Linked DNA regions of Mus musculus: region 1 is linked to region 2. Evidence: chromatin contacts called from public promoter capture Hi-C data. All regions are on one chromosome and are shown on one strand. Each heading gives the region's core, a stretch centred on a gene start, on an enhancer-like site or on the middle of the called end of the contact. The rest is flanking DNA. Distances are from core to core; before and after follow the strand shown.

Evidence for each region. Capture Hi-C pulls out chosen DNA fragments and counts their contacts.
Region 1: a promoter capture Hi-C map of pancreatic islet shows a contact between it and region 2. The contact joins two enhancer-like sites. A contact is called at or near these places in 1 of 15 datasets of contacts at CTCF or cohesin (the NIH/3T3 cell line), 1 of 484 Hi-C or Micro-C datasets (bone marrow-derived macrophages), 5 of 115 datasets of contacts at active chromatin or transcription factors (embryonic basal ganglia, embryonic stem cells, extraembryonic endoderm stem cells and 1 more) and 3 of 9 other capture datasets (adipose tissue, liver and pancreatic islet).

Annotation. Positions count from the first base shown.
Region 1 is chr11:86,972,915-86,976,224 of GRCm38.p6, forward strand. The region is part of intron 1 of Ypel2 (yippee like 2); the gene reads right to left. Among named protein-coding and RNA genes, the nearest start is that of Gm51915, 8.2 kb to the right of the region's middle. Within about 2 kb of position 1,672, at least 37 of the 459 cell types and tissues checked have an H3K27ac peak or open chromatin away from gene starts, as enhancers often do. A contact at or near this core is called in pancreatic islet, where this site is marked.
Region 2 is chr11:86,873,471-86,876,442 of GRCm38.p6, forward strand. No RefSeq gene overlaps it. Among named protein-coding and RNA genes, the nearest start is that of Gm33742, 6.3 kb to the left of the region's middle. Within about 2 kb of position 1,656, at least 23 of the 459 cell types and tissues checked have an H3K27ac peak or open chromatin away from gene starts, as enhancers often do. A contact at or near this core is called in pancreatic islet, where this site is marked.

The sequences.
Region 1 (3,310 bases), core at 422-2,921, 99 kb after region 2:
AGAGAAATGGGGGAGGAAGACAAATAAAATAAGCTCTTCCTTGCTGGACTGTCTGGGATCCATCTGGACTTAAGAGAAAACCTGTGAATTATAATGTTCTTTTTCCTCTAAATCCACTAAAAGCAAGTCTTCCATGAAAGGCTGCATACCCTGTCCCCACCAACCTGCCTTTCATTCTTTCCACACCAGCCTTTGGGGCTCTCAACCTTTCGGAGTGGATAATACCACTGCCTAGCACTATAATGAAGACAAGAGTGGCTACTAGCCCTTATACGTCTCCACAGCACCCTTGAGCCAAGTAGGCTCCAAGTGTAACACACATCTCTCATGTGACTTGTCTAATTTCTAAAGGGATTCAGATTCAAACCCACAGGGGCCAGGGCACAATGTCTTCCCTGCTCAGTCTCCCACCTGTTCAGGATGAGGAATTGGGTTACACAGAGAAATGCTGGCAGGAGGCAGAGGTGGGAAATGACACCATACACTGTGCCTCAGAGTTAGGCACAGCCACAGCGGATGCCTTGGATCCCAAGCTGGCCTGCAGTGAGCAAAGGCTCAAAGGTGAAAGGGCTAAGTTACCATTCCCTGCCCTTCCACTGGGTTTCCTGGCACGTGCTCAATATTTCCAACACCCCAATTCTGCTGCTAGCAAGGACAAAAATTCCAGAAGGGGACATAGAGACATGGAAGCAGCATTCAGCCGAAGTTCACACCAAATGCCGCTGTTTTATTAGACGGTGGGAGTTCTTTTTGTTTGGTCTGGGTTTTGTTTGTTTGCTCTCTTCATAGCCCAAGCCGGCCTGGAACTTCTTGCCTCTGTTCCCTAGAGCTGGGATTAGAAGTGTGCAACACCATTACCAGCTGTCTAAGCCAGATGCTAAGTCCACAGCCGGGGCTGCCCGGTGGCCAGGATGAGCAGCACCGAACCCAGGTCTTACACAAACAGCAGCTCGAGAAAGGAAAGCAATGGCTCGGGCGGCCTTTCTGCTTTAGAGAGGCCACGCGGTGTGTTTTCTTAAGCACGCAGGCAGCCTCTCAATTATGCATTTCCCTGGAGTAGAATTATTTCTTTTCTCACCGCTCCTCTGTAGGAAGCCTAAAAAAAAGCAGAGGTTCCTGGTTATGCCCTGAATTCACAAACACTGAATTCACAGCTCTGTCTACAGAATAAAGATCTGTGGCATCTTAAGTACTGAGTAAGTCACATAGACCGGCGTAATGTGCCTCACCAAGACTGAGCTACCATATAAGTAATGGCCCAGGCTGCAAGGTACTGAAAAACCCTGAAAAGAATTGGGCCATGGGTGGGTTTGGTTTTGAGACGGGACCCTACATGACTTTGGCTGGCCTGGGACTTGCCAGGTAAATTAGGCTGGCCTTGAACTCAGAGATTCAAAAGGTTTGGAATTCTGAGCAAGTGGATTAAAGGTGTGTCCTGTCACGCCCTGAATTATTCCTCTTTAGTAATTTCACAAGCATCCTAAAAAAGGGACTTCTTTGGGGAAGGGAGACAAGCAGGTAGAAAGTATTAGTAGTTCTGGGTTCAAACTGGTCCAGACAAGCTGGAAAGACCTAGAAGAAAGGCAAGAATGGTAGTGAGACCAGGCCAGAGACAGCAGCAGTTAAGAGCATGCACTGCTCTGGCACAGGCAGCTGCAAGCACCCACAGCAGATGGCTCACAGCAGCCTGCAACCCCAGCTTCAGAGGATCCGATGCCTATGACCTCAGCGCTTGCACACCCACGTGCATGCTTCTCCTCCTTCTAAAATAAAACACCTTGCAAGGATGTCAAGGCAGTGGCAAGAGGCATTCTGTATCCAATGGGAAACCACAGGCCAAATAGAAAACAAAGATCAATACCAGACCTGATGAAGAGGGGGAAGGAAATCAACTAACCAGCCAGCGTTCCTCCCATCTGTAGCAGTCAGGGTTCTTAAGTAGCAAAGCCGACATGGGATTGGAGGGGCTCAAAGGATCTGGTCCAGCTAGCCCTACATTGGCCATCTACTCACAGATGGGCCAAGAATCCAGGAGACATTCAGAGGCAAATGTCTCGGCTGACCTTCTGCCTATGCCACACCTTTCTATGGGCTTTTCCAGCAGGCGTGGATCCAGATTAAATCGGGTCTTCCCATTTTCAAATTAAGAAAAATTCCTAGCTGGGTGGTGGTAGCACATGCCTTTAATCCCAACACTTGGGAGGAGGGTGTGGCAGACAGGGGGATGGGGACAGGCTGGATCTCTGTGAGTTCAAGGGAGTTCCAGAATAGCCAAAGCTACACAAGAGAAATCCTGTCTGGCCAAAAGAAGAGAGAAAAGAGAAGGGAAGAGAGAAGAGAGAGAAAAGAGAAGGGAAGAGAGAGAAAAGAAAAAAAAAAGAGACCCCTCACAGGTATACCTAGTCACTTGGGTTTTAATCCCAGATATAGTTGACAACCAAGAGCAGCCATCACATCATTTAAGGGAGATTTAAATTGCTTAATTTTCAATAAAGAGAATTGCATTGATTTTCCTGAGGAGGAAGGAATTATGCATGCAGGGTCACAGAACTCAGCACGTTTTAATTTCTGAACTTTGGTCCCTGCTAATGGTGGCATGGCATGCATGGAATCAAGAGTCCAACCTGTTGAGCATTTTGTGAAGTCCAATTGATTTCCAACGATAATCAAAAGCCTCGGGGCTTATGTACAATTTAAACAGCATTTTAAGTGAACTAATAATCTACGGTAGAGACTAAAGGGAGACTTTTCTACCAGCAGCAGCTGGCTCATGCTGCTCGCTTCAGAAAGAAAATGAGCAGTATTATGATTAAAAATAAAGATCTTAGCTATATCACAACCTCGAGAGCCAACGGCATGGGGGACACACGCTGAGCCTGGCGGCCCCTCCTGACTGACAGGCCATTCCCACGGGGAGTCACAGTAGACACTGAAATTCAAAACCGAACCTCCCAGGTGTCACTGGGAAGAGTGGCATGTACTCGTTAGTTAAGCCATAAGGAACCTGAGAGGTGACCTGGAAGCCAGGCGGCACCGCACAACAGCCTCAAAAACTGGCCGCTAGAGAAAACACCACAGAAAAGACAGGGCTGTCCCTAACACGCGCCTGTGCTGTTGTTTATATAGAAAGGTGAACAGTGAGCTCTAGAAACTCAAGAGGGAGTCCTATTCCTTCCTAGCTGGGCAATACCTAGCAAGCCCCTCAATCGCTGACCCTTGTTTCCGTCTAAGTGTGAGATGAGATGACCCAGTGTTTTTTTTTAGGGCTGGCACACAATCTACAAATGAAACTAAGTATTTTCAGTGCTCA
Region 2 (2,972 bases), core at 406-2,905:
AGTTCTATTTAGAGACCCCTTTCTCTTAGACCTTGTGCTTCTGGGGGGAGGGGAGAGGGAGTCCTGGGGGCTTGGAACATTCTCCACTGTAAATGGAACTAACCCCCTTCACTGTCCTCTGGCTTCCTGGGAGTGCCCCTGTTTACGAGAGCTCTAAATATGAGATTTTTATTGGAAAGCTCCCCACAACTTCAGCTTTTCTGAGGCTAGGGTTAGCAAACCAGGACTTAGATTGGTCAGAGGCAATGAGGAACGGGGTACCTCTTTAGAAAAAAGGGATTCATTAGTCTGCAAGGCTACTGACCCAAATACCACGAGCTGATTGGCTTCAATAGCAGAGTTGTATCGTCTCTTAGATCTGGAATCCAAAAGTCTGAAATCAAAGTTCCGTCTGGGTGGGTCTCTTCTGAGGGCCAAGAGGAGCTGTTCCCTTCCTCTTCATAGCTTCTGGGGTTGCTGGTGAGCTGTGGCACCCCTTGGCATATGGATGTTCCCTTCTTTTCTCTGCCTTCCTCCTCACACGATATTCTCTGTGTGTGTCTGAATTTCTTTTTTGGTTTTAAATTAAATTTTATTTTATCATTCTGTGTGCAAGAGTGTCTTGCCTGCATGTATGCCTGTGGACCATGTATATCCCTGGTGCCCACTAAGGCCAGAAGATATCACTGGATCTCCTGGAATTGGAGTTATCAACAACTGTGAGCTGCCATGTGGGTGGTGGGAATTGAACTCAGGTCCTCAGGAAAAGCAGCCAGTGCTCTTAACCACAGAGCCATCCGACCTTCTGAGAACAGGGACACCTTCATGATGCCTGAACCATTTTCGTCTATAACAGCTATATTTCCAAATCGGGACATGTAGTGGGTTGCTGGGGCTTAGGAATTTTACATGTGATCTGGAGAGAGTAGCCTTCAAGCCCAAGGAAAGGGGTATAGGCAGAGAAAGACCCCTCTATGACACCTGTCCTCTTATTTGTTTTGAGACAGGATTTTGCTATGTAACCTAGGCTGCCTTAGAATTCACCAGTCTTCTACCTTTGGTTTCTGACTGCTGGGATTGTAGGTGTATGCCATCATTCCTGGCCTGGCTTGATTCTTAAATATCAAGCCTTCTTGAATTTCTCCCTACTGAACTCCGTCACAGGGAGCCCTTGATATTCTGGGCTGTGCCTTTTATCCCAGCATGAGGCTTGCCCAGTTACATGCTCCCCATCAGGGATGTATTTCCATCTTTAGCTCCCACCCCCTCCCAGACTGTAGGCCCCCACTTTTTAAAAGCTGTTCTGCTACTGTGACTTGACCCCAGGGCTTGATATATGCTGGACAAGTACTCAGACGCTGAGCTACATCCCCAGCCGTCCGTATCCCTGTCCTAACACACTGTTCTGCAAGCCTGAGCAGACTGTCTCCGAGTGGAGCGTGCTCTTCTCGGAACAGGCTTTGCCTGGCTGCGTGGAGCTAGTCTGGGTGCTTGTCTTGCTGTGCGCTAACCTTTGTAGATAGTGGAGCAAGCCATGCTCCATCCTCAGGGAAACCAGTGGTGCTGGAAGCTCACAGAAGTGGGGCCAAGAAACCTGCACTTAGATGCATGTAGGCAAAGGGACGCTGCAGAACTCAGGTAAGCAGAGTTACAGTGCAACCTGGTGGAGGTAAGGGGGGTTACTCTTGCCACAGAAAAGCCTGCGGGTGAGTCCAACCCTAGAGAGACGCAGGGACAGTCTGGGTGGTTAGGAACCTGGAATTTGCCCTCTAAACCTCGACTTCTGCATCCATAAAATGAAACATATAAGGAAATTTATTTGGAGACATTTTTGAGAGCACTGAATGAATACTAGCATATGGCCTTAGCCTCATGCCTGGTACAAATAATACATTGGTTTCTTTCTCCCCATGAGGACTGCTTTTGGTACATGCCACCTTTTACTGCTTCCACAAGCAAACCGATAAAAATTAGGTAAACTGTGGGGAAATGATAAAGTCAGATATGATGATACGATGACATATACCTGTATATTCCCCAGCAGAAGAATCAGGAGTTTGAGGCCAGCCTCAGCTACATAGTAAGTCTGAGGGCAGTGAATCTCAAAACAAATAAACAAAAAGAGGCAGAGACCAGCTGGGGAGGTGGTTCAGTTTGGTAAAGTATTTGCTAAACAGATGTGAGGGTCTGAGTTCGGATCCCTAGCACCCACTTAAAAAGTCAAGCGTGGTAGCACCTGTCTGAAATCTAGGAAGGAAGACACAGACGGATCCTTGGAGTTCATTGGCCAGTGAGTCTTAATGGATGGGTGAGGTGTGGGTTCAGGAAGAGACACAGTCTCAAAAAAGAAAGTGGAGGGGGTTGGAGAGATGACTCAAAGGTTAAGAGCACTGCCTGTGTTTCCCAAAGACCTGCCTGGTTCAATTCCCAGCACCTACAGCCATCTGTAACTGCAGTCCCAGGGGATCCAGTGCCCTCTTCTGGACACTGTGGGAACTTCATGTACATGGTGTAGAGGCCTGAATGGCAAAAAAAAAAAAAAAAAAAACCCTAAACAAACAAACAAACAAACAAAAAAGCAAAACAAAACAAAAAACCTCATACACATAAAGTAAAATTGGGGGTAGGGGGAGGAACCATGAAGGACCCCAACATGGACCTCTAGCCAGTATACTCATCACGTGCTCACTCGCACACGTAACTCCTCACACACAGGAGGAGGGGGCTGCTTTGGGCTATTTCTACACAGTAGAATGCTTGGCTTCTGACTGTTGATCCATGACAGGAGCTGTCAATTTGCCGTCCACCCTGAGGTTTCTAGCAGCAATCCTGGCATGCACAAGTATCTTTTCCTCCCTCCACAAAGAAAGGGGGCATCTGTGCATCTCTGAGATTTTAACACTAGGCTAGAACTGGGTCCTCTTGAGTGCTAACAATTATCCTACACACTTCCTAAGTTAGCTCAAAAATACCGACACTTAAGAACAGGTCAG